6 separate regions of the Mus musculus genome follow, and all the other regions are linked to region 1. The links are chromatin contacts, called in public HiCAR-type, HiChIP or PLAC-seq and promoter capture Hi-C maps. All regions are on one chromosome and are shown on one strand. Each heading gives the region's core, a stretch centred on a gene start, on an enhancer-like site or on the middle of the called end of the contact. The rest is flanking DNA. Distances are from core to core; before and after follow the strand shown.

Region 1 (4,197 bases), core at 683-3,182:
TGTCCTTCCACTCTATAGGTGTGATTCTTCTTCAGCTTTCAGATCTTAGTTTATATCTTGGGCAGTGTCTCATGTTCCCCAGGAAGCTCTGCCTCCCACAAACAACAGTCCCTAACTAGTAACATCCATATTCCTATTGACTGAACACTCTCAGTGAAAGTCAGGGACGTGGCCTCATGGCCATGTCTAGTGCCTGACAGTGTGTGAACAAGTCATGTGAGGGTCCACATTGACCCAGATAAAACCTAAGCCTTTCCAGGGAAGCCGGGGCTGTTTGCTGATCAAGAGGGGCAGGCAGTGAAGAGACCTGGTACTTGGGCCAGCAGGAAGGAATGAACAAAGACAGGAGGGAGCCTTTAGAGCTTCCTACCTCACACACAGAGCCAGAGCCTCCAAGACCCCTCCCTCCCTCTCCTTGTAGTCAAACGCAATTATACCTGCATACCACACAGTTCAGAAGCTCCAGAGAGCTGAAGAACTGAATACAAGCCCTGGCCACCACCCCTTCCTGCCCAGCATAGCCTCCTCTCCATGCCTAACAACTCACAGTCCTGCCAACTCAGACCTTCTCTTCCTGACTCTGTATTTTCTTGGAATGGGCCCAGAGCAGAGCAGACCCTATACCTCTTGGGGGCAATTAATCAGACAGGAGTCAGGATGACCCATGATTCCTCCTCCCAGTCTATGTCCTCATCTGTAAAAGAGGAATACTAAGGCCAGACTTAATGTTGCTCAATAGTAAGTCCAGCTCCTGGGATGCTGGAACAAGAAGACTGCTTGGAGCTACAAAACAGCCGAAAGTGGGAGGAGGGGTAGTTTATGGGTACAGATCCATAAACAGCCAAATACAATGGTCCATACCTAATAATCCCTGTGCTGGGGAGCCTAAGGCACAAGTTGAAAACAGCAGTCCAGCCTGTGTTATATAGTAAGTCCCTGTCTCAAAAAAAGGGGAACTAGTGCCTGCCTTTAATCCCAGTACTTGGGAGGTGGATCTCTAGGAGTTCAAGCCCAGCCTAGTCTATATAGCAAGTTGCAGACAGCCAGAGCTATAAAGTGAGACCCTGTTTGGAAAAAAAAAAAAAAAATCAAAACATAATAAAAACCTAAAAACAGAAACAAAAACAAACAAACCAAAAAAACCTTGAAACAGTTAAGACCTATTCTCATACAGAGTGGATGGTCAGTAGTGGCCAGTGGTCACAATCGGGCCTCCTCGTCCTGCCCGGGACAGGTTCCTGGCCAAGATTGGGGTTCACAGGGGAAATACACTCCAGGGCTCTTCCTTCCATTCTCTGAGGCAGGAATACAAGGAAAAACTGAAGCTCTGGGTGCTGAAAGAACAGCCACAGAACTGCAGCCTCAGGGCTGAAGGTTTCGGGAAGGCATACCTGCTGCAAGAAGGTACCGGGTGACCAGCCCTGCGTGGTGAGAGGTCAAAATCAGAAACAAAAGCCTTCCAGCCCACATTGAGCTGAAGGACGGCTTGGAGGTGACTTAGGGACAGCGCAGGAATAAGGGAGGAAGCTGAGCAGAACACAGGAGAAGGCACCCATGTGGCGGTCCCCTCTGCACGCACAGAGGGCCGATTCTCTCCACTCTACCCACGCTAAAGCCAAACACGCGTGCTGGGGGAGTGTCAACGACCGATGGGCGGCGCAGCCAATAGTGAGGCGATGCCAGCGCGTGGAGGCGGGATCAAAAGCGGTGTAGAAACGGGGGTTCACTCACCGGAGACTTGGACCCGGGTATGGGCCGGAGCCGGAGCGGCCTCTAGGCCTGTTCTGAGACCAAAGAGGAGCCGCAGCACCAGGCCCAGGGCCACTGCCCGCCCAGCTCCGCCCCGCGCCATCCAACAGCTAGCCGAACTGCTCCGCTCCAGCCGCAGCCGCTCAGTCAGAAGGACGCGCTGATTCTCGCGCACGCGCACACAAAGGCAGGGGGGAGTGGCGCAAGCAAGCCTGCGACCGTAAGTACCCGAATACAAGGGTACTTTGATTTTAGGGCTCCTCCTGGCTTCTTCCTAGCAGTAAAACCTAATGTGTTTGGTGACCTAGGCCTGTAACTCCCAGATATTCTACAGGCTGAGGAAGAACAAAGCCAACCTAGGCTATTAAAGGAGACCCTACCTCAGAATAAAAAACAGGAATTCGGGGAGTAGTTCAGTAGTAGAGCACTTGCCTAGTAGTATTCAGGAGGCTCTAGGTTTAATCCCCAGTTCCATGAAAATAACCACATTAACTTGAAATAATAAACTTCTGCTGAACAGTGGTGGTGTACGCCTTAAATCCCAGCACTTGGGAGGCAAAGACAGGCAGATTTCTGAGTTCCAGGCCAGCCTGGTCTACCGAGTAAGTTCCAGGACACCGGGGGCTACAAAGAGAAACCCTGTCTCAAAAAACCAAAAATAAAAATAAACCTTCTAGGGATATAAATGAACTTAGCAATTTTGACCTAAACTTCACATGTAGCCTACTGCAAATATCACTGCCCAATGGTCCCAATGAATATGGCAGCCACACCCTGTGAACACTCCCCAGCAGGTCCCTCCTTTGTGCCACCTAAGGATTTTACTTATTTTAGCTTTATTGTCTTGATTGCCCCCTAGAATGCCAGCTGCAGGCGAACCAGGATGTTGGTTTCCTTTGATGAATGGCGAAAATAGTGAGGGAATGATGGAATGATCAAATGAGTGAACAGTTACTGGCTTCGAACCTGGACTGACCATCTCCTTGGTTCCCATCCCAACCTCATTAACTTCTAGTTCTCACACACTTGAGAAACATTTATTCTAACATGGGCCTGGTAGATTGATACTACAATTGTATTAATTGTAATTGATACAGATTGGCAGCCTTGGGTTTTCTCATCCCACTTCCACAGTTGAATGCATTGAGTCAGCTTATCCAATGTGGCTAGTGATGTTGTGGTTTCTGCTGGTCTGAGGTAACCCAAGCTGGCCTGAAACTAGTGATCCTCTCTCTTGCTTTGGCCTCCGAAGTATTGGGGATATAGTCATGTACCAGCTTAGTGTTTTATTCTTCACATTACGTTTTCCATAGCTCTACCTTAAGATTCCACGACACTGGCCGGGCGTGGAGGCGCATGCCTTTAATCCCAGCACTCGGGAGGCAGAGGCAGGTGGATTTCTGAGTTCAAGGCCAGCCTGGTCTACAAAGTGAGTTCCAGGACAGCAGGGCTACACAGAGAAACCCTGTCTCGAAAAACCAAAAAGAAAAAAAAAAAAAAAAAAAAAAAAAGAATCTATGACACTACCTCCCAACAAGGCTGGAAGGCAAGTCACTAACCTTCAAATGGCTAAGTTTCCCAGAATGTAGACCAGAAGGCTACATAGAAGTCCAGACTTTCACACAAATGGTGCTGCTTGTGGATGGATGGCCTCTCTACCACCGTAAATGTTAGAGGTTATGACTACTTTTGGAGTGTACTGTGTAAGCCTCACCAATTTCTGGAGAAGGCAATGGTATTCAGGCAGAGAGGGATGCAGACAGAGGTAAGTAAGACAGCCCAGGGGAGGGTGGGGATCATCCTACATTTTTTTTTCCTCTTTTTTTTTTTTTATTATGTATTTTCCTCAATTACATTTCCAATGCTATCCCAAAAGTCCCCCCCTCCCCCCACCCATTCCCATTTTTTTTTTAAATTAGGTATTTTCCTCGTTTACATTTTCAATGCTATCCCAAAGGTCCCCCATACCCACCCCCCAGATCATCCTACTTTTGAGGATCAGGATCTTGGTAGGGTGCTACCTGCCCCTGGGACACGGCCATCAGGCATAGGCCTCCATGAGTGCAGAGCTTAAGGCTTGTTTGTATAACTATGTATATTACATTCCTCCTTCAAGGAATGTCCTCCCTGTTAAAGTTAATAACTCCATGATAATCAGAGACAGCAAGAGTGCAGGAGGCCAAGGTGTGGCTAATGTCTCAGCAAAATGGTAAACATTAGGATCTTAGGAACAGCTTAGGCCTGTGAGAAAGAACTTTAAAAAAAGAGTTCAAAAATATTTAATTTCTCAAAAAATAAGGATGCAATATGAATTATATGAGCTTCACTAATCTAAAGGAACAAAAGCAGTTGTGCTGGGAGCCGACTTGTCAGAAAGATACTCGGGAGATAAAGAGACGTGGGGAGTGGTGATCAAAGGATAGCCCACCCAGCTAAGTTTGTTTGTTT
Region 2 (4,197 bases), core at 1,024-3,523, 1.4 Mb before region 1:
GAACAGAGAGATTCGGGTTTGTCGGGTTTGAACAGGCTACTTGTAAGTCTCAGGGGGGAATATTGGATCCTGTCACATAGAAGCCTCCCCTCCAGCAACAGGTTATTATGTGAAGCGATTTGGTGGGTGGGGGGGATGATATTATGGATTGAACCCAAGGCTCTGCGCATGCGACACAAGTGGTTTTGAGTTGGGATATTTCTCTGTGGACGGAGCTGACAGAAGGAGTCACTCTAGGGATGTGTCCCTGAGCGATGGTTCTAGACAGTAACCCGATAGTTGGGGTGGACCTGGGGCCTGACTTCACAGACCATGCCGAGAAGCTGAGCCAGGACGCGCTCCCGATTCCTCTGCTGGGAACTCTGCATGCCCTGAACCTGCCGTCTTGTGGCCTGCTCCACTTCAGCAGACAGGTTCCCCTGAGAGCCCATGGCCTGGGGGATGGGGGCGGAGGAGAGAAAGAAAAAAGCAGACACAGAGAAAGGAGGGTCCCAGCATGTAGGAGGAAAGGTTCAGAGGAAGGCCTGGGAAGCCTTTTCGAAACTATTCCCACCCCACAAAAACATGTAGATACCAAGCAGGTGGGCACAATCCTTACTTCTGAGACTGACCATAAAACTGTCCCCACCATACAGACTGTGAAGGCTGCCCCACAAGTCTCATGTACCCTTTAAAACCCTCAGACCTTACAGATCCCGTCAAAGCTTTACCAATGTGTGGTCCTTGTCAGGGCCTCTTCAGCTCTCAGACACCCTAATTTCTTAGTCACCTGTATACACCTGGCAAGAGGCACCCACCGATTTGCACCTGGGTGGGGCCATCCCTGTCCCCCTCAACTCACCGCCTGCTGCTTGCTCTGAAACTCCTGTTCCCGCTCCCTGCGGTATTGCTCCACCTCCATTTGAGCCTCCTCCTTCGCCTGCTTCAGTCGCCGGGCCTTCCCTAGAGGCAGAAGGACAGTGAGTGTACACACACACACACACACAACCAGGTGCGTTAGTGGGATCAGTGCCCTCTAGAAAGTTATCCAGTTTCCTGTCAACCAACCAAATGCTAGACTGTAAAACCCACCCGTTTCTTCTACCCTAATAGCCTCAGTCCCCCATCTGTCCTCATTGTCCTTGGGCTTTTTTTTCCTAAGGACTCAAATGCCCGCTATCCCCTATTCCTAAATTCTCCTTCCATATTCCTAAGAGAGGAAAGGGGGGCTCACTCTTCCTGGCATCGGCCACCTTCTCCGCTGCCCGCTTCTCAGCCTGGAGGAGCTGCTGGATACCCTGGGTCTGACTGGCCATTTTTATCACTAGAGAGGATGCTGTTCCGAAGGCGACCGAGGTACCAGACGGCTCCCACCCTCCAGCGCCTACTCCTCCGGGCCCTTGATGCGGTCCTCCACTCCCACTGGGTCTTAGCGCTCCCGTTTTCACTCAGTCTCCTGCACCGGGTGGGTGTCTGTCATCCTCACACTGATGACTGGTCCTCCTCTCGAACCTCACTGAGGTAGTACCCGAAACGGCCGCCCGAGGGCAGCAGAGACCAGCCCTGTGCTGACTACTGCAGCAGGTGCAGGGCCTCTCCGTGTCACCAGGGTCCACAGAGATGGGTCTGGGGGAAGCGGAGGGCAGAGTGTTTGGGTGTGAGGAGATCTTGGTTGGTGGTCTCGAAGGAGACACAAAGGCGATGAGAATGGTGTGGGAAGGTAAGGATGCGCTTGGACACAGTACGCTGGGTTTCACTTACACTCCCAACTGTGTCTCCACGCCTCCCTCCGCCCTTACCCCCTCTTTTCAGCCTCCATCTTCTCTTCAGACTTTCCCCCCAAATCTGAACGTCTGCACACATCTCCCTGCTCTGTCCTACGTTTGCCTTGTTAGTGTCTAACCATGTGTTTTTCTTTTTTGATCTACCCATATACTTGGCCTCATTGTGGTTGTGTGGTGTGTGTGTGATTATGTGTGTGTGTGTGAGATTGTGTGTGTGTGTTTCGAGACAGGGATTCTCTCTGTAGTCCTGGCTGTCGCTGCAGCTCGCCCTATAGACCAGGCCTGCCTCTGCCTCTGCCTCCCTTCGAAAGCTCGCCTCTCATCTTCCGCTTGCAGGAGGACCCTATGTCGCAAATTGTCTTATTTCCCCTCCGGAGACCTAATCACAAGTCACCCAGTCCGAGCGTTCGGTACGATTTCCGGGATGGAACACACAGTTCATTTCCGCCCGAAACTTGCGCGTGTGCTTGCGCCATTTCCTGCATCCTGGCGCGCCTCCTCCCTCCCCACCTCCCTTCTCCGAGCGTCTTAAGCCCAGGCCTCCGGCCTCCGTCTCTGAGGGTCCTTGGGGGGGCGGGGAGCAGGTCTGATGAGTAACCCCTCCCCCCAGGCCCCAGAGGAAGAAGCCTCTACGTCTGTCTGTCGGGTACATTATATTCCATTTCTAGATCGCTCTTTGAATTTGTGACTTTTCTCCAGATTTGTGGCTAATGAAAATTGCCCCCATCTGGCCTTACTTGATTTTTGTTGTTGTTGTTGTTGTTTCCCTCCAAAGTTCAGAATTAACTTTTTTCTTGGGCTCTGGAACCTTAAAACAACTATGTATCATTTTCTCAAAAATTACATCAAAAATTAACTCTGTGATTCCCCCCTCCCCACCAGCCCCCAACTCCAACCCCATCCCCACCCTCCGCCCCAAACTTGCCATCTGCTAAGGGATGAGAGTTTAGAATAGGCCTTATCTCTTGCTGGAGATGCAAGGGGGAGGAAATAGGAGGTAAAGGGAGAAACGGGGAAGAGCGGAGCTGGGACCTCACCGCTGCCATTTCCCACTTCTTCCTCAGCCCCAGAGTTGTTCCATGGCCTCCGCTTCCCGCCGGCACCGCCGAGAGCGACGCTTCCGGCGGTACTTGTCTGCAGGACGGCTGGTGCGAGCCCAGGCTCTCCTCCAGCGACATCCCGGGCTTGATGTGGACGCTGGGCAGCCCCCGCCTCTCCACAGGGCCTGCGCCCGCCACGATGCCCCTGCCCTGTGCCTGCTGCTGCGTCTCGGCGCTGACCCTGCCCACCAGGACCGCCATGGCGACACGGCGCTGCACGCTGCTGCCCGCCAGGGCCCTGATGGTGAGTGGGTCCGTGGGAACTGGTCTTGAGAAGCTGGCCAGATCTGAACTGAAAGAATGCGTGGGAAATAAAGGCCTGGTGTGGTGGCGCAGGTCTTTTGACTCTGGGCAAGCAGAGGCAGGAGAATCTCTCTAAGTATGTAGCCTACACAGTGAGCTCCAAGACTACAGAGAGACCCTGTATCATACAACAAAATAGTTGGGAAATAAGTTAGTTCTTTGGTCCTTGGGAACTGTTGAAGATCCCTGGTTGGGATGTGGCCATATCTCTCTAGTAACAGAAAAGCTTATCCTAACATCGCCCAATCAACTAAGGGGTGTGTGCTAGCATGGTGTGATTGTTTGTTTGTTTGAAGATTTATTTATTTTATGTATATGAGTACACACTGTAGCAGTACGGATAGTTGTGAGTCTTCATCTGGTTGTTCGGAATTGAATTTTAGGGCAACCGCACTCTCTCCTGCCCATATTTATTATTATAAATAAGTACACTGTAGCTGACTTCAGACGTGCCAGAAGTGGGCGTCAGATCTCACGACAGATGGTTGTGAGCCACCATGTGGTTGCTGGGATTTGAACTCAGGACCTTCAGAAGGGCAGTCAGTGCTCTTACCCACTGAGCCATCTCACCAGCCCGATTGTTTTTGTTTTTGAGTCAGGGTCTTACCGAGTCTCTCAGGCTGGCCTCTGCATCCCAAGTGCTGAGGTTGTAGGCATGTGTCTCCCACACCCAGCCGCATAGCTCGCAACTCTTTCTTTACATTTCCTAGCTTTCAGCTCAGTGACTACTTTGTTTCTTTGATGGTTTTTTACCTTGCAGTTGACTGCTCAGGTCAGATCCCAGCTCCACTCACCCCACCCCCACCCCCTTAATTTTGCTTCTCTCCTTGCATAATCAAAACAATGGCAACCTTGTAATAATGCCACAAACACCTTACAAAGTATCCATGCTTTGTCACATGATCAGCTGGGCCGGCCAGAGGACTTGAAACTTTTACTTGGTGTTATGCCGGAGATCTGCTGCTGTGTGTTAGGGATGGACTCATGTCCCTTGACACATACCAGGCGCCAGACCAGTTTTCTTCATTCTC
Region 3 (4,197 bases), core at 661-3,160, 1.3 Mb before region 1:
ATTTCTGAGTTCGAGGCCAGCCTGGTCTACAGAGTGAGTTCCAGGACAGCTAGGGCTATACAGAGAAACCCTGTCTCAAAAAAACCAAAAAAAAAAAAAAAAAAAAAAAAAAAAAAAGCTGGTGACTTCAATGGTGATGTCCCATTGTCCATTACTGGCCATCCTAGCCAGCCCTGTCTGTCAAGTGTGACAGGAGCTCCTGTGCCTGAGTTTCCTCCCCATCCCTGAGGTCTCTGTGCTTACAATCTGGGTTTCCCCACCTTCCTCCTAAAGGCCACCCCACTATCTTTACCCTTTGCTCCCACCCTCTCCCAGTCACAACATCCTTCCGGGACCTTCCCTCTGCTCCTTGGCCTCCCTCTCCTGCCCCTCACTCTCCCAATCAGCGGTCTCCTCATCTTCAACAGGTTCCCGGAGGCTGACAGCCAGCACCAGGGCCTGCAACAAGCCAAAGAGGCAGGCAAAATGCAGGGGGTGGGCAGTAAGTAAGCTCAGCACAGCGTGGAGCCCATGTAGGGCGGCCAGGAAACATAGCAGCCCATGAAGCCAGAGGCCCACAGGTCCTCGAAGGCCCAAAGCATCCAAGATGGCTCGGAGTGGCCTGGAGCACAGAGCCAGCAGGGCTGTGGCAAGCAGCTCCAGCAGGTGCAGGGTCAAGTTGGTAGAGATCTGCAGGTACTCCTCTGGGTCCTGCAGGTAATGTGAAGGAGCCCCTGGTTCCCCCCGTAACCAACGCAGCAGCTTCTGACGGCGACCAGGTTTCTCCAACAGGGCTTCTGGCCCAATGGTGCCTAGTCTCCCTTGAGCGGACACTCCAAGGTTCTTCACGCCACCTGAATCCACAGGATCCCAGTCTAGTTTGGGAATGGCCCCTCCAGACTCCAGTCTTGCAGGCTCTTGAATGGTAGAGGCAGTCTTGTCCCGCTTGAGGGAATCCATTCTTTTGCTCCCCAGTTGATCCACTTTGAGGTCCCTGCTAGACTCTGGAGCAGCCCCGGGGGGTCTCCGTGTTCCTGAATCCTTGGTCTTAAGGGGCCCCACATCTCCCATGGTCTCTGGAGCACTGTCCCAGTCACTCCCCGAATTCTCCGGGGAGCTGTCCACCCATCTGGGTTCTGGGGCAGGCAAATCAGCCTTTGTTGATTTCTTTCGACCCCAAGGTCGAGGTAGCCAGCCACCAAGCCGTCGAAGGAACATGACTGAGCTGTGCAATGCGCTTCCCAAATCTGTGACCACTTCCTGACTCTGCGTAAGATTCTCAGGATCTCCTCCGAAGCCAGAATCAGTTCCGGTTCAGAAGAGGTGTCTGCTTGGTGATATTGTCCTACTCTGAATTCAGAAAGGACTCACACAGCCCCAAGTGTGGTAAATGGCCTGCTTCCGTGTCAGTCTAAGGGAAAAGAAATCCATTTGCCACCCCACACACTAACAAGACTTCTAGAGCCCGATAAGGCCAGGGTCACCCCCACAATGTTCTGTGCTTTCAGATTTCCTTCCCAGCAGTCAGCACCCCAAGTTTCACTCACCAAGACCACATCCCAAGGTGCCCCAGAAAGGGGAGAGGTGGTGTTCCATTGAAGGAAAGAAGGTGGTGGCCCAGGGTCCTTCGGTCCTGAAACTGAGGAACCTTCAAATCGCTGCCCAAGGGAGCTCAAGGAACAGGAAGTCTCTGTTGAGAGGAAGACGGGATGGAAGTGTCTAGCGAACTCCAGTCAGTTAAGTGCATCCCTTAACTTAGGAAGCTATCATTCCAAAAAGTGGCCCTACTGTCCCGCGAGGGCGCAGCTGAGACGCGGCCTCCGCAAGGTCAGAACAGAGATGTCCTTGGAGATCGCAGACGCAAGACACAGTACAGGCCTACCTGGGGACCCAGGCGTCTGGGTGCTCGCGCAGCGAGTAGCTGTGGGGCCCAGCGTCCGGGGAGCGGCCTCCGGGAGCCGTGCGAGCCCGGAAGCAGCTGTACCGGGTCGGGAGGGACCAGCGGGGGCGGAGCTCCGCAACCCGTGAGGCGGACTCGACAGAGCGACCTCCTCCGAAGCCCCCGCGATTCACTAGCGCAGGCGTAGAGAGAGGACCACCTAAGACCAGACCCTGAGCACGAACCCGGGTTCGGCTGCTCACCTCCCAGACCTTCCCGCCGCTGACACTGGTTAGGTATTCTAGCCCTTAGTTTGGGATTTTTTTGTTTTGTTTTTCAATGTAACTTTAGCTATCTTGAATTAGCTCGGTAGACCAGACTGGCCTTGAACTCAAAAGAGATCTGCCCGCCTCTTGTCTCCTTGATTAAAGGCACGCTGCACCACTGCCCAGCTTTGTTTTTAAGGACAGGTCCCCTATATATGTAGCTTAGATCCATATATATATATATATATATATATATAGCTCAGGATATATATAGCTCAGGAAAGGCTTGGACATATGTTGCCCAGACTGCCTTTGAGTCGATCCTCTTGCCACTGCTTCCCTGTGTGACGATTCCAGCCTCTCTGTGGTTCTTTCTCACAACCCCCGCCATTCCTCCATTTCTCACCTGAGATATCTTGTAATGCTGGTCCAGAAAGGTAAATAACAGGAGCCACGTGATTTAAGCAGCCGCCCTTTGGCCTTCCAGACTGGGATTTGAAAGCTTTCATGTTCCTAGCACTCTGTATAAGCATCTCAAGGGATTGGGGGTGCCAAGTACGTAAGAGAAGTGTAGAAAAGCATATTGCCTGGTTTTCAGGGAGTGAAATGATCTCTTAGGACTGCCTTAAGCCTTGGAATCCTAACTCAGTAAGCAGGTATGAAGCCCTAGGTTAAGCCCCATGTAGCACTCCAGAACCAGTTTTAGCTGAGTTTGATGCCAGCCTGGTCTACACATAGTGAGAGACTGTGTCTCAAAAAACAAAAAGAAAAAAAGTTCATCTTGAACTTTTTATCTGGGAGGTCAGAGCTCTGGTCACAGCTAGAATGTCACACAGGTTGGATGACATTAGTTGTATTGGCCAATCCTGCAGGACTCTACTTCCTCTCTGGGGACTTTTAACTTCCCTACCACAAGGTATTACACTTCATCACAGCTGGCTTCCTCAAGTTCAAGGTTTGTATCAGGCAGAGCAGAGCAAAGTATCTTTGGCTTTTCTCCCAATGTCAGCAGCATCTTTTGGATGCATCTTGTCTTGGAGAGGGGCCCCACCCAGGGTCTTCCCAGTGTTAGGCAGGTGCTCTAACCAAGCTATGCCCGCCCCTCTCCAACACATAGCACACTTGGTTTGTGATACTTGTCACTGACTTGACTGGCCTAGACACATACTCAGAGGGGTGTTTTACAAAGTGGGGCAATTCCTAATGTGTGTGTGGGGGCGGGGATTCAAGGAGCAGGTAGAATGCAGCCAGCAGGACTGGGGACTCTCTTTTGTCACCCGGAGAGCTTGTCCTTTTGGCTCAGGTGAGACTTCTATGTGACTCTCAGATTTGTTCCAATTCCCTACTATATCATTCAAGAAAGTAAACAAACCACAAGGAAGGAAGTTTATTTATCTCCCAACTCTCCGCCCTTCTCTCTAAAATCAGAGCCCAACAGCTAAGGCCTAAGGGTTCGGAAGTCCAAGTGTCCAAGTCAGAGGCCCAAGTCCAGCGAGTGACAGACCAGGGCCAGTCCATATCAGTCAGAACTCGAGGTTCATGTACAGTCTTAGATCTCGCTCCCAGGCTCTGCCCTTTTCTTCTTGCCTTCTGTTCTCCCTCTGACTCAGTGTGGCAACTCGAGGGACTCTCTCTCTCCCAGACACAGCCCGGGTATCCCGCGCTGCAAAGTGTGTGACTCGGGGTTGGGGTGGGGATCTATAACCCAATCCTTCCTGGTCCCTCTTGAGGATAGTGGGGATAGGGTTGGCACGGCCTTCACCCCGGGGTCCTAGCCCCATTCCTGGTTCCCAGCCACCTCTCAGCAGTAGCCTGAAGCCAGGACTGGAAGTGGGCACCCCAAGGGGAAGGTTGGAGGGCTGGGGTCTCCTGGACAGTGACAGCAGGTGAGCAGTAGATGTGTGGTGGTTGGAGTCTTCAAAGTGGGCACCACAGTCCTCACAGAACTGGGACGAGGAGGGGGTAGATCTGCAGAGAAAGAAATATGTTATAGGGGAGGAAAAAAAAAGATGAACAGAGCCTCAAGTTGTTCAGGCACCAGGCAGAGCAGAGCAAAGTACTTTTTGCCTTTCT
Region 4 (4,197 bases), core at 656-3,155, 1.1 Mb after region 1:
AAATACCAATCACTTTAGAAAATAGAGGAACAGTATGACTCTGTTTTGAACAAGTGTATCAACAACATTAGTTACGAGTAGAAAGGAAAAGAAACATAAAGGTGGTCCTGAAGTAGGAGGCATTGAGCTGAGGCGGGTGCAAAGAAGAATCTGAAAGGGGACCAATGATGATGTCCTAGCAGTGTAGACACAGAGATGTCAAGTATACGCGCACCGAACGTTGAAGTAAGTCAATTTGAAGTTGGCTGAATGTCCTGGGCAGGAGAAACCACACTGGAGATGGAGTCCAAGGACTGACTCAGTTCTTCCCGTGTTGATGACAAACAGTAGGCAAGGAAAAAGTAACTACAAGGGGACAGTAGTGACATGAGGGTGCAGAGGAGGGAAGCTTGTTTAAAAGTACAGAATTGCAAGCAGATAACCTAAAGCCGTCCCAGCCATTAGCAGCAGGCTGAGACCAGAGACCCTGAAAACCAGGCCAGCCTGTGTTCCTTGGGGAAATCTCTGAAAGGGAAAATAATACAGAAACGATAGGGAAAGGAACTAGAGAGAAAAGAGGTAAAAATGGAAAGCAGAGAAGGACACAGTCTGCTAATTTGTCAGTAAATATTAAATATTTTTTATAAATGTGAAGAAGAGAGAACTGGGTGGGAGTCTGAAGAGTTGGGGGCTGGAACGCTGGCTTCGTGGTTTAGAGTGCATATTGTTTTTGTAAAGTACCCAAATTCTGTACCAGGACCCACGTTCTGCAGTTTATAAGTCCATCTCCGCGGATTCAGTGCCCTCTTCTGGCCTCCATGGGCATCTGTTCTTGCGTGACATGCACACAGACACACAAACATATTTTTAAAAAAATAATAAATTCTTAAACAAAATCTGTAAATGCCATCTAGTCATCTTGCTGGCTGCGCCTCAAGTCTTTTTAGCTTTCCTATTTTCGCTCCTGTCTTCTAAAATATCACTTAAAATACCTGTCTGCAGGTTCCCTGACATTGTTCCAAGCTTGCACCTTCTTCACCTTCTTCACAGCAGGAATCTATTATCTGTCTACTGCTTCCCACCCCCACCCCCCCACCCCCGGCCTCTTATAACGCTTTCAGCACCCAGAGCAGGCTTACAATTCCAATCTTCTCTCTTCAAGGCTTCCTTTCTGATTTCTACCATTCCTCTGTGAACTTAGTTCTACCTCCGCAGTCAGGCTGGTTCTCCTGATTGCAGGAATGTCTGCCCTGGAAGTCATCTGTGGAGTATTCCAGGTTTATGTGTTCAGAGTCCTGGAGCTCCGCTGCGACCTGCGCAAACTTCCACTTACTGAAGAATCTTTGGAATGCTTCGAATCTTAAGAATGGTTCTGTGTCCTTCCATTCCCAAAATGTTTTGCTCTAGAAGTGACTTTGTGAGGGCAATAGTGGCGAGGTGGGTTCAAGAGAGAATTTGAAAAGAGTAAGCAGAATGGGTAAATCCCCAGCCACAGAGACCTTGGTGACAACCATCGATCACAAAATGAGAGAGAATATTAGAAGCGCAGCCAAATAGGCATAATTCACATCATTCTTTTCAATGCCATTTCTCACTCACGCAAATAGAATTTAGCCGACATCTTTGCTTTGTTAAAGAATAGACTTCTACGTATGTTTAAATCCATGTAAAATATAAAGTATTCATCCCCTTCACACGTAACGCCAGAAGTAGAGTTTGGGAATCCCACCTCCAGTTTAGACCCCAAGTATCAAGCCTTACGTTCGGATTAGAGGTTTGGCGCCACAGTACACTCGAGAGGATGCTTTTTCTGTCATTTAAGCATTGGGAGGCGTGCACGTGACTCACTGGCCAGTAAGAAAAGTTGCTTGGCTGCATAAACTGTCCAATGAGATTTTCAGATGTTGAGAGAGGGCGGGCACAGAAGCGGAGGATGCCACTTCCCGTCCAGCCATTTTAGGCGTTTGTGTCTTCTGTGGAGAGAGACCCGCAGGTTGTTTTCCCCAGTGTCTGTGTTCCATCCACTTACTGCAAGAGCTGCCGGAGAACAGCAGGACACCCGGTGATTGGAAATGGTACGTGCGGCCAGGCGTCCCGGCTGCGGGGAGGGCGCCGCTAGAAGCGGAGGCGGCAGTGGGGACGCGGCCTTCCAGGGCAGCTGAGTCTGCATCTCATCTGCTCTGCTGGGCCGCGCTGCCCGGGTCCCTCTGGGTGGAGCTGGGCCATCAGGCAGAGCTGCGGTCCTGTCCTTTGCTAAGAGCTCAGTGCTGCGGCCATGGCCTCCCTAGGCATCCGGGCACCCGCAGCGACGCGGCTCCGCAGCCTGGGCGGTGGCGGCAGCGTCGCGGTGAGACACGGGACCCTGGAATTCGTGTGTGTGTGTGTGTGTGTGTGTGTGTGTTGGGGGGCAGGGAAGCCGCAGGGTGTGGTGACCTTGTGTCCTGGGCGTGTTGTCATAAACAGGGGGGACAAGTTTGTGTGTTTCCAATGCCAGAATTTATCGAATAATTAATAATTCACAAGTCATGTGTATTTCGTTAATAATTAATCCAGTAGTCCCGATTTTGCTAACCAGCCATTGGCAATCAACGCGTTTTTATATAACAATCTAATTGCTAACGTTAACTGGAAGATCACACATGAACATTTCACACAAAAACATACAAAATGTGCAGATCACAGAATGACTAAGAGCCAAAGTGGTTGAGTTTAGAGTCTGTCCTGAAGTAGGAGGCATTGAGCTGAGGCGGGTGCAAAGAAGAATCTGAAAGGGGACCAATGATGATGTCCTAGCAGTGTAGACACAGAGATGTCAAGTATACGCGCACCGAACGTTGAAGTAAGTCAATTTGAAGTTGGCTGAATGTCCTGGGCAGGAGAAACCGCACTGGAGATGGAGTCCAAAGGACTGACTCAGTTCTTCCCTGTGGGTAAGTGTGACAGTTGCCTGCCATCCTTTGGGCTTGGGGATGCTCCTTCGTAGTGCCAGGTGAGGGGATTATATGTTGTATACTTTGTGTGGTGTTTCTAATACAATTTGGTATATTTTTAGTTGTTGATATTGTCAGTTTGTCCCTCCTAGTTTTCTAGGAGATAGTGGGCCTTTTTTTTTTTTTTTTTTTTTTGCTTGCGTAAACAAGTTGTACTGCCCTTCCTTTTTCGGGGGAGGGGCTTTGAGTAACTAGTCCAGGTTGTTATTTAATAAAATGGAGTCATTCTAGGCTTGACGTTGTTGGAAAGCAGATATTCCCTACGGTATCACTGAGTGGTCTGCCCTGGCTTCCTCACTCTTGTCACTCACAGATTCAAGGGGAAGCTGTCTTTAAATTCCATGACCTGTGCCTGTAAGTCAGTGAATCTTAGCATTTCTACCTTCTTCTGCTCTTCCTAAACTCACTGGATAGGCGTAGCCATACACATGCGTGCGGCTGGAGTCTGGCTCTGTCATAACGGCTGCTGCCTTCAGATCTTTCTACACATTGACTTTTGTTTTTATATTTTATTTTTTAGTTGTTGTGTATATGTGTGGTGTGTGTGTGTGTGTGTGTGTGTGTGTGTGTTTCCTGCATGCTCCAGCTTGCATGTTTAGAGGTCAGAGAAAGAAGAATGCAGTGACTAATCTCTCCTTTACATGGGTTCCCAGGATTGAACTCAGGACATTATACTTCTGCAGCCAAATGTCTTCACCTGCTGAGTCATTTTTCCGTTCCCTACACATTATTTTAAAAGGCAGAGCCCTGATAGAGGTAGGCCTTACTGGATGTGAGCGCAATCTTGGGTTAGAAAACCCTAAATGTTAGGTTATAAAGTGCCCAATGGTTACCCTGAACAGGGCCTTCCTAACTCTTAGGGAAGACAGGAGTACGCAAGTATACACAGTAGTTACCAGAAGGCCCTAGAGCCTGGAGTGGTTTATTAAGGTGGCATACACTCTCAGTTTTTTCCTTATATAAGCTGGCTGCTTTGTCTAGGCCATCACCAGCTCCTGGCATCCACCTGGAATATACATTATATATATACATTACACACATACACACATATATACATTATATATATATATATATATATATATACACACACATTTTATTTTATATGGACTCAGTGGGGTGGTACCCCACTCATCTTGTTACTGTGAGTGGCTGCAGAGAGAATAGAATGTTAGAATCCAGCAAACGCTTAGGAAGTAACATGTCTAGCGCCTTCCCCCTCACAGATACT
Region 5 (4,197 bases), core at 440-2,939, 1.0 Mb after region 1:
GATCTGTCTATTGCTGAGAGTGGGGTGTTGAGCTTTAGTGAAGTTTCTTTTATGAATGTGGGTACCCTTGCATTTGGAGCATAAATGTTCAGAATTGAGAGCTCTTCTTGGTAGATTTTTCCTTTGATGAGTATGAAGTGTCCTTCCTTATCTTTTATGATAATTTTAGGTTGACAGTCAATTTTATTTGATATTAGAATGGCTACTCCAGCTTGTTTTGGGGACCATTGTCTTGGAAAATTGTTTTGCAACCCTTTTCTCTGAGGTAGTGTCTGTCTTTGACACTGAGGTGCAATTCCTGTATGCAGCAAAATTCTGGATTGTTTATGTATCCAGTCTGTTAGTCTATGTCTTTTTATTGAGGAATTGAGTCCATTGGTGTTAAGAGATATTAAGAAATAGTGATTGTTGATTCCTGATATTTTTGTTGTTTGAGGTGGAATTATGTTTGTGTGGCTGTCTTCTTTTGGGTTTGTTGAAAGAAGATTACTGTCTTGCTTTTTCTAGGGTGTACTTTCCTTTCTTGTGTTGGAGTTTTCCTTCTATTATCCTTTTTAGGTCTGGATTTTTGGAAAGATATTGTGTAAATTTGTTTTTGTCATGGACTATCTTGCTCTCTCCATCTATGGTAATTGAGAGTTTTGCTGGATATAGTAGCCTGGGCTGGCATTTGTGTTTTCTTAGGGTCTGTATGACATCATATTTCTTACTGTCTTAGCTGAAGAATCAAAAAAGGAAAAAAAAATCTAATGAAGGTAGAGATCTCTGTAGAAGAGGCAGTGTAATGTTTGTAAGACCAGAGGAGATGGGTGACTTCAAGAAAACAGTGTTTTCCAGATAAGCAGGGTTGGTGCACATAAGAACTCAGAGAGACAGTGGCTACATGTACAAGACCTACATAAGTTCAATAAAGTTAGACAAAAATCCCAGCCCAGGGAAGGGGAAGTGGTAGCAAAGTCCCACTCCTAATCAAGATGCTAGGAGAGCGAAAATTGTTTTTCCTTAATGGAGTGACACAGGGAACATCAACCACACTCCAAATGAGGCCCCGTATGTGGGAGCAGCTGGCCAACACAAAGCAGAAATTTGTTGTCGCTTGCTTGTTTGATGAGATGATACATGAGGGGGTTTGGAAGACCTGTGCTTTTGAGGAAGGAGGCTGATTATTTTTATTTTTTTCATTTTATTATTTTGTGTGTGTGTGCAGGTATATTTTTCCTGCAGGTATGGTTTGTGCACCCATTGCATGCATGGTGCCCTTGGAGGCAAAAATAGGGCATCAGGCATCAGATCCCCTGGAATTAAGAGTTACAGACAATTGTGAACCACGATGAGGTTCTGGAAAGCCAACCCGAGTTCTCCAGAAGAACTTCAAAGGAGCCATCTCCCTAGCCCCAACCCTTTGACTTTTGCCCTTCTGGGATCATCAAAATATCTTGTGTGGTGATATTGAAACATGAGCTATAAATAAATGTACCAAAAAGGAACGATAAAAGTAGTGCATCTGAGAAAAAACCTTGGTGGGGCCAGGTGCTCTCCAGAGTAGGAACCAGGGTCAACTGTGAAGTCTTCCAGGGAGGAAGGAGATGTTTCTATTGTCACTCAGGATTCAGGAGGCAGGCTCACGGATTGTTGGCCAATCAAGGAGAACGTTTGGTAGCTGTGTGAACTGCCCAATGAGGAGTTTCGGTCTTCGGTGACGTAGAAAGCACAACATTTGGGGTGCCATTGTGTGTCCCCGCCATATTGTCGTCCTGTGTCTTTGACTGCGGCCCCCAGGTCTCTCTCCTCGGTATCTCTGTCCCCCCTACTGACAGCGGGAATCGCAGGAGGTCACCTGGACACCCGGTGACTGGAAATGGTGCGTGCGCAGGCTGTAGGGAGGAGGCTACTGTAAGCGGAGGCGGCAGTGGGGACGCGGCCTTCCAGGGCAGCTGAGTCTGCATCTCATCTGCTCTGCTGGGCCGCGCTGCCCGGGTCCCTCTGGATGGAGCTGGACCAGCAGGCAGAGCTGCGGTCCTGTCCTTTGCTGAGAGCTCAGTGCTGCGGGGTCTCAGGTCAGCTGGGCGCTTGCAGCCTGCGTCTCCGCAGTCTGGGAGGTGTAGGCGGAGAGTCGTGGGGAACCGTGGGTTTGGGCTCTTGTAAGGGGATTTGTAGGAAAACCGCGAGGTGAGCCCGGGTTCTATGCACGTTGTCAAAAAAAAAAAAAAAAAAAAAAAAAAAAAAAAAAAAGTAGGCTGCATTTATGTCTGCTCAGTGTCCCAATTTACTTAACAGTCAGTCATTTCTCAGCCTTTATCGGCTAGGATTTGATGAGTACACCTGGTTATCCTTGAGAGCTGGCCATTGGCAACCACGATGCATTTATCCCTATCTTAAGTATTACTATCAATAGGCAGGTAACACATGACCATTTAACACAATGGTATACAAAGTGCAAGTTACTAAATGGTTAGAAAGGCTGAAAATATAGGAGGTTCTCAAGTTGGAGGCAGAGAACTGGTAAGACTTATCAGTGAGGGTGTAGAATGTCCAATGCACGTTCCGAGCACAGGCTGTTGTTAGAAGGCCTGTTTGAAGTGAGCTGAGGTCCTAGAGCTGGAGTCCTAGGGTAGAGACGGGGCTTTTCCTGTGATAAGTTTTCTGGCTTTTGACAATTGACCCTATGACCCGTCAACCAGCTTGTTGCAGTTTCTATAGTCTCAGGCAGGGGGTTATATCTGGTTAGGCTGGTGAGTTTTATGTGCATGTATATATGATTTGGTATATTGTCAGGCGTCATTATTGAGACAGATTATTAAATTGTGCCTTTATTTGTTCTTTGTTGATATTGATATTCAGAATAAACCAGTGCAGAGTTTTTGCTTAACAAAACAGTCATGTAGGCCAGAAAGCTGATAGTTCCCAAAGCACAGAGTATCCCAGAACAGCCCCACCCCACCCTGTCTTCTCTCACATTTCAGTGACATCCGCTAGTCCTATGAGAACATGCCTATGGGTTTCACTCAAGGGAAGTTTCCTCTAAATTCCATGACTTGTATTCTTAGCCTAAGGATTCTTATAACTCTCAATAAATGCCTGACTTTCCAAACCCTTTTGACATTGCTGGACTTACTGAAAAGGAAAATTCACGTGCATGGCTTGCTCAGATTGGTCCTTATCATAAGTATTACTGGTCACGTGCATGGCTTGCTCAGATTGGTCTTTATCATAAGTATTACTGGTCACGTGCATGGCTCGCTCAGATTGGTTTTTATCATACGTATTACTGGTCACGTGCATGGCTCGCTCAGATTGGTTTTTATCATACGTATTACTGGTCACGTGCATGGCTCGCTCAGATTGGTCCTTATCATAAGTATTACTGGTCACGTGCATGGCTTGCTCAGATTGGTCTTTATCATAAGTATTACTGGTCACGTGCATGGCTCGCTCAGATTGGTCTTTATCATAAGTATTACTGGTCACGTGCATGGCTTGCTCAGATTGGTCTTTATCATAAGTATTACTGCCTTGGATTGTTTCTAAACGTTTTAACATGAAAAAATCTTCATGGGGTAAGACATGACTGGATATGAATGGGCTATTGCAATAGAATAAAGCCCCACATGGAAGATTGAAAAGCTTCCCTACAGATGGCCAGAGGGCTTCTCTTGAAGGAAGTTAAAAACAGTGGTGAATGAAGCATAGAACACCCAAGATACAATTTGCAAAACACAAGAAAATCAAGAAGAGGGAAGACCAATGGGTGGATACTTCGTTCCTCCTTAGAATAGGGAACAAAATACCCGTGAAAGGAGTTATAGAGACAAAGTTTGGAGCTAAGACGAAAGGATGGACTATCCAGACCAGAGACTACCCCACCCGGGGATCCATCCCATAATCATCCACCAAACCCAGACACTATTGCATATGCCAGCAAGATTTTGCTGAAAGGACCCTGATAGAGCTGTCTCTTGTGAGACTATGCCAGTGCCTGGCAAATACAGAAGTTGATGCTCACAGTCATCTATAAGATGGAACACAGGGCCCCCAATGGAGAAGCTAGAGAAAGTACCCAAGGAGCTGAAGGGGTCTGCAACCCTATAGGTAGAACAACAATATGAACTAACCAGTACCCCCAGAGCTTGTGTCTCTAGCTGCAGAGATATGTAGCAGAAGATGGCCTAATTGGCCATCACTGGAAAGAGAGGCCCC
Region 6 (4,197 bases), core at 1,098-3,597, 1.0 Mb before region 1:
CTATTGGGGTGGGCAAGCTGGATGTGGACTGGAAAGAACTGAATGAGCTGGGTTCCAAGAAGGATGGCGAGAGGCATGCCTTCATCTTGCAGGATGCAAAGGCCTTGCAACAGATCTTTGAGCACATGTTGGGTGAGTAAGCTTTGTCCCCCGCTGCAGAAGAGAGCATAGTGGGGACTCAGATGGGGTCTCACAGTGGCAGCCTGGACCAGTGGCCCTTACCCACTTCCCTCCCCATCTTCCTTTGCCCATAGATGTCTCTAAGCTCACAGATACCATCTGTGGGGTGGGGAACATGTCCGCCAATGCCTCTGACCAGGAGAGGACACCTTGGCAAGTCACCTTTAAGGTATCAGGAAGGAGGGACAGGGCTTAGGCATCAGAGGTAAAAACAGCCAGGCACAGCAAACCCGGATTGTTGTCTCTTCCCTGCAGCCCAAGAGCAAGGAAACTTGCCAGGGATCACTCATCTCTGATCAGTGGGTGCTGACAGCAGCTCACTGCTTCCATGACATTCAGATGGAGGACCACCACCTGTGGAGGGTCAATGTAGGTAAGTCAGGGGCTGCAGTAGATCCCTCACTGCAAGGCCAGAGTCACCACTGTCTCTCCTCAGCCTTTGGTCCAGTCTAATTCACCTTTGTTTCCAGGTGATCCCACCTCTCAGCATGGCAAAGAATTTCTTGTGGAGGACGTGATAATTGCCCCAGGGTTTAATGTCCATGCAAAGCGGAAGCAGGGCATCTCAGAGTTCTATGCTGATGACATTGCCTTGCTGAAGCTATCTCGGAAAGTGAAAATGTCCACCCATGCCAGGTGCCTGAACCCAGATGGGAGAGTACCCTATAGAGGATGGTGCTCTGGAAAGCACCAGAGGGGATACTGAGGATGGGCCTGTTTGACACTTGGCTTTCTCCCCAGACCCATCTGCCTTCCTTGCACTGTGGGAGCCAACATGGCTCTGCGGAGATCCCCAGGTAGTACCTGTAAAGATCATGGTGAGTGCTGGAGGCTTGAGGTTCTTGGTGGGTTGCAGCCAGAGCTTGCAGGGATCAGGTTCTTGCAGAGTGCCAGCAGGGACCGGGCTGCAGTCCTCAAGCTGAGTAAAGAAATCTGTACCAACACCCACTTCTCCCCAATGGCAGAGACAGAACTTCTGTCACAGCAGAAAGTTCCTGCACATTTTGTAGCTTTGAATGGGAACAGACTCAACATCAACCTCAGGACAGGACCTGAGGTGAGAGCTTAGTAAGGGATGCTGGGATACCCTGGAGGCAGCTCCCAGAATGTCCAGCCCTGCCTGGAGTCTCGATTCTTGGACCTTACAGGTCTGCCTAATGTCTCCTGGAATGTCCTCATTCTTCTCTCCTATGCCCCACACCGCAGTGGACAAGGTGTATCCAGGCTGTCTCCCAAAACAAAAACATCTTCCCCAGCTTGACAAACGTTAGCGAGGTGGTGACAGACCAGTTCCTATGCAGTGGGATGGAGGAGGAAGATGACAATCCTTGCAAAGGTTAGTCTGATCCTGGACTTCCAGGGAGAAGGCTACGGTGTCCCTGTAACCGGTTAGCAAGCACTCCAAATGCTAGTGTACTGTTCTGGACAATACTGTCTTTTCTTTCCCTGAAGGAGAATCTGGGGGAGCCGTTTTCCTTGGACGGAGATACAGGTTCTTCCAGGTGAGAAGCAGGACCCGGAGGGGCCTCCCTGCCAGGGCACAAGTTCTTCTTGCTGGGGGCAAGTGGGAGGCCTTTGAGAGGAACCAGAGAGGTCGAGGCTTAGAGTGGGGCCACCACTATCTCCACCCTGTTGTCTCTTCCCTCCAGGTGGGCCTGGTGAGTTGGGGTCTTTTTGACCCTTGTCATGGTTCCTCCAACAAAAACTTGCGCAAGAAACCTCCACGTGGTGTTCTGCCAAGGGACTTCCACATTAGTCTTTTCCGCCTGCAGCCCTGGCTGAGGCAGCACCTGGATGGTGTCCTGGACTTTCTGCCACTTTAACATGGTCACTGACTCCTTTATTAGTCTGAACTTCCTGTCTAATACCTCTGAGCGTTCTCACTCCTGGATACATAAATCTTGGGCCCCGGGAGCCCAGAGACAGTGGCAAAAGCTAGGGAATCCCCAGGATTGTGCCGGGACCTCTGTGCCACCTGTGAAGCAAGTCTCTCTCTAGTGTGGATGACCCGTGCTCCTTTTGCTTTCACACGGAATTTCCCAGTTATGTAATTAATAAAAATCAATGATTTCCACATCCTGTCTGTCTTATGTCTTGGGGGGTGGGGAGGCCAGGAAGATTCCAGGAAGGTCAGAGTCCTTGCTGCACAAACAGTGGATGGACTTTGCTCCATCACACAGTCCATGGAAAGACTGATCTTTTAAATTGGGGGTAGTGGAGGTGGTGGTCTGTGCTTGTTAGGAGGGGTCTGGGGGCTAAGAGGGAGCTTTGAAAGGGAAGTTCTGGCCCTTGGTCAGTCAAGGGTGGGGCTCACATAGTTTCTGTTTCCTCAGTTGGCAGTTCAGCTGGGGCCCTCCTTCATGAATGTTCCGGGAAGCAGTGGCTGCGTGCGCAGGGTAGGCTGGCCAGGCTGCAGATGCCAGAGCAGATTGCATAAAAGGTTAGGGGACAGTGGGAAAGGGGTGTAGCCAGATCCAGCATTTGGGTTTCAGTTTGGACAGGAGGTCAAATAGGCACCCAGAGTGACCTGGAGAGGGCTTTGGGCCACTGGACTCTCTGGTGCTTTCCATGACAATGGAGAGCCCCCAGCTCTGCCTCGTCCTCTTGGTCTTAGGCTTCTCCTCTGGAGGTAAGCAAAGGATATTCCATCCTCTTTTTGTCCCCAGCATCTGTCTTTGGCCTTCTGGGGCCAGACTTCACTAGACTTTCTCCTCAGGTGTGAGCGCAACTCCAGTGCTTGAGGCCCGGCCCCAAGTCTCCTGCTCTCTGGAGGGAGTAGAGATCAAAGGCGGCTCCTTTCAACTTCTCCAAGGCGGTCAGGCCCTGGAGTACCTATGTCCCTCTGGCTTCTACCCATACCCCGTGCAGACTCGAACCTGCAGATCCACAGGCTCCTGGAGCGACCTGCAGACCCGAGACCAAAAGATTGTCCAGAAGGCGGAATGCAGAGGTTGGAGATTGGGGGATGTGGGCAGTGGGCAGCTGGGCAGAGTGGGGTGGAGGCTGTTCAGTGCTGGGTAAGATGAGAGCTATGAGACTGGCAGTCTGACCCGTGGGCTGGTTGAGCACAGGCACACCTCTGCAGGTGTGTGATGGGAGGCTTTCCTCGGGCAGTGAAAACAATACTCAGAAAACCAGAAAGGGGGTCTAGAAATGTAGATCAGTTGGTAGAGTGCTTGCCTACCATGCACAAAGCAGTACTGCATGAAGCAGGTGTGGTGCGTGCCTGCAGCCCTAACACTCAGGACATAGGGGCAGGAGCTTAACGATCTTCAGCTTCATAGTTGGAAGCCAGCCTGGGCTACATGAGACCTTGCCTCAGAGCAAACAAAATAGTCCCATAACACAAGAGGCGGGACAGTAGGGTTGAGGGGACTAGGCAGGTACTGTTTCTCAGTCACAGGATTTCTAAGACCAGGAAGGACCTAGAAACAGCGCTCAGTGACTTTTACCTGTCTTTCCTAAAGCAATACGCTGCCCACGACCGCAGGACTTTGAAAATGGGGAATTCTGGCCCCGGTCCCCCTTCTACAACCTGAGTGACCAGATTTCTTTTCAATGCTATGATGGTTACGTTCTCCGGGGCTCTGCTAATCGCACCTGCCAAGAGAATGGCCGGTGGGATGGGCAAACAGCAATTTGTGATGATGGAGGTGAGAACCTGGTCACCCCTGACTTTACCCTCTGCTGGAGGGCTTCACCCTGGGAATGCATGGGCCCTCAAATTGTCTTATATCTCTGCAGCTGGATACTGTCCCAATCCCGGTATTCCTATTGGGACAAGGAAGGTGGGTAGCCAATACCGCCTTGAAGACATTGTTACTTACCACTGCAGCCGGGGACTTGTCCTGCGTGGCTCCCAGAAGCGAAAGTGTCAAGAAGGTGGCTCATGGAGTGGGACAGAGCCTTCCTGCCAAGGTGACCCTTGACCTGCTCCCTGGGTCTGCTCTTGCCCTGTTGGCTCAACACTAAGAGTCTCTCGTTCTGAAATCCTATCACCCTGTCAGCGTGTCCTCA

Evidence for each region. Promoter capture Hi-C pulls out the DNA fragments that hold promoters and counts their contacts. HiCAR-type assays count read pairs that join an accessible place to other places. HiChIP or PLAC-seq counts read pairs in DNA pulled down with a chosen protein or histone mark.
Region 2: a promoter capture Hi-C map of erythroid cells shows a contact between it and region 1, with 7 times the contacts expected there. The contact joins the promoter of Nfkbil1 here to the promoter of Cd320 in region 1. A contact is called at or near these places in 2 of 39 promoter capture datasets (cranial neural crest and erythroid cells).
Region 3: a contact with region 1 is called in a HiCAR-type map of kidney, with 5 times the contacts expected there. The contact joins the promoter of D17H6S53E here to the promoter of Cd320 in region 1. A contact is called at or near these places in 2 of 39 promoter capture datasets (liver and neutrophils) and 1 of 115 datasets of contacts at active chromatin or transcription factors (kidney).
Region 4: a contact with region 1 is called in a promoter capture Hi-C map of erythroid cells, with 17 times the contacts expected there. The contact joins the promoter of Zfp871 here to the promoter of Cd320 in region 1. A contact is called at or near these places in 5 of 39 promoter capture datasets (cranial neural crest, embryonic stem cells, erythroid cells and 2 more) and 2 of 115 datasets of contacts at active chromatin or transcription factors (astrocytes and forebrain).
Region 5: a HiCAR-type map of astrocytes shows a contact between it and region 1, with 2.4 times the contacts expected there. The contact joins the promoter of Zfp799 here to the promoter of Cd320 in region 1. A contact is called at or near these places in 1 of 39 promoter capture datasets (hippocampal neurons) and 1 of 115 datasets of contacts at active chromatin or transcription factors (astrocytes).
Region 6: a contact with region 1 is called in a FOXA1 HiChIP or PLAC-seq map of pancreatic cancer cells. The contact joins the promoter of Cfb here to the promoter of Cd320 in region 1. A contact is called at or near these places in 2 of 39 promoter capture datasets (liver and pre-B cells) and 1 of 115 datasets of contacts at active chromatin or transcription factors (pancreatic cancer cells).

What each region holds. Positions count from the first base shown.
Region 1 is chr17:33,840,826-33,845,022 of GRCm38.p6, reverse strand. Cd320 (CD320 antigen) reads right to left here and starts at 1,932. Exons shown (of 5, transcript NM_019421.3): 1 at 1,732-1,932. The coding sequence starts at 1,852.
Region 2 is chr17:35,233,862-35,238,058 of GRCm38.p6, reverse strand. Nfkbil1 (nuclear factor of kappa light polypeptide gene enhancer in B cells inhibitor like 1) reads left to right here and starts at 2,273. Exons shown (of 4, transcript NM_010909.5): 1 at 2,273-2,409; 2 at 2,828-3,107. The coding sequence starts at 2,353. Atp6v1g2 (ATPase, H+ transporting, lysosomal V1 subunit G2) reads right to left here and starts at 1,463. Exons shown (of 3, transcript NM_023179.3): 1 at 1,214-1,463; 2 at 842-942; 3 at 1-434. The coding sequence starts at 1,295. The coding sequence ends at 261.
Region 3 is chr17:35,124,115-35,128,311 of GRCm38.p6, reverse strand. D17H6S53E (DNA segment, Chr 17, human D6S53E) reads right to left here and starts at 1,910. Exons shown (of 3, transcript NM_033477.2): 1 at 1,862-1,910; 2 at 1,527-1,669; 3 at 1-1,390. The coding sequence starts at 1,197. The coding sequence ends at 316. Gm20522 (predicted gene 20522) reads left to right here and starts at 1,969. Exons shown (of 3, transcript NR_168268.1): 1 at 1,969-2,154; 2 at 2,997-3,079. It overlaps Gpank1 (G patch domain and ankyrin repeats 1), which reads right to left. Exons shown (of 2, transcript NM_032460.2): 2 at 3,497-4,092. The coding sequence ends at 3,648.
Region 4 is chr17:32,785,995-32,790,191 of GRCm38.p6, reverse strand. It overlaps Zfp871 (zinc finger protein 871), which reads left to right and starts at 1,905. Exons shown (of 4, transcript NM_172458.3): 1 at 1,905-2,054. The coding sequence starts at 2,052. Gm17115 (predicted gene 17115) reads right to left here and starts at 1,798. Exons shown (of 2, transcript NR_168031.1): 1 at 1,119-1,798; 2 at 1-805.
Region 5 is chr17:32,827,753-32,831,949 of GRCm38.p6, reverse strand. It overlaps Zfp799 (zinc finger protein 799), which reads left to right and starts at 1,689. Exons shown (of 4, transcript NM_177359.5): 1 at 1,689-1,861. The coding sequence starts at 1,859.
Region 6 is chr17:34,860,664-34,864,860 of GRCm38.p6, reverse strand. Cfb (complement factor B) reads left to right here and starts at 2,347. Exons shown (of 18, transcript NM_008198.2): 1 at 2,347-2,809; 2 at 2,897-3,130; 3 at 3,648-3,833; 4 at 3,925-4,098. The coding sequence starts at 2,749. C2 (complement component 2 (within H-2S)) reads left to right here. Exons shown (of 18, transcript NM_013484.2): 10 at 1-132; 11 at 255-349; 12 at 436-553; 13 at 651-816; 14 at 922-998; 15 at 1,146-1,237; 16 at 1,387-1,516; 17 at 1,633-1,682; 18 at 1,830-2,259. The coding sequence ends at 2,003.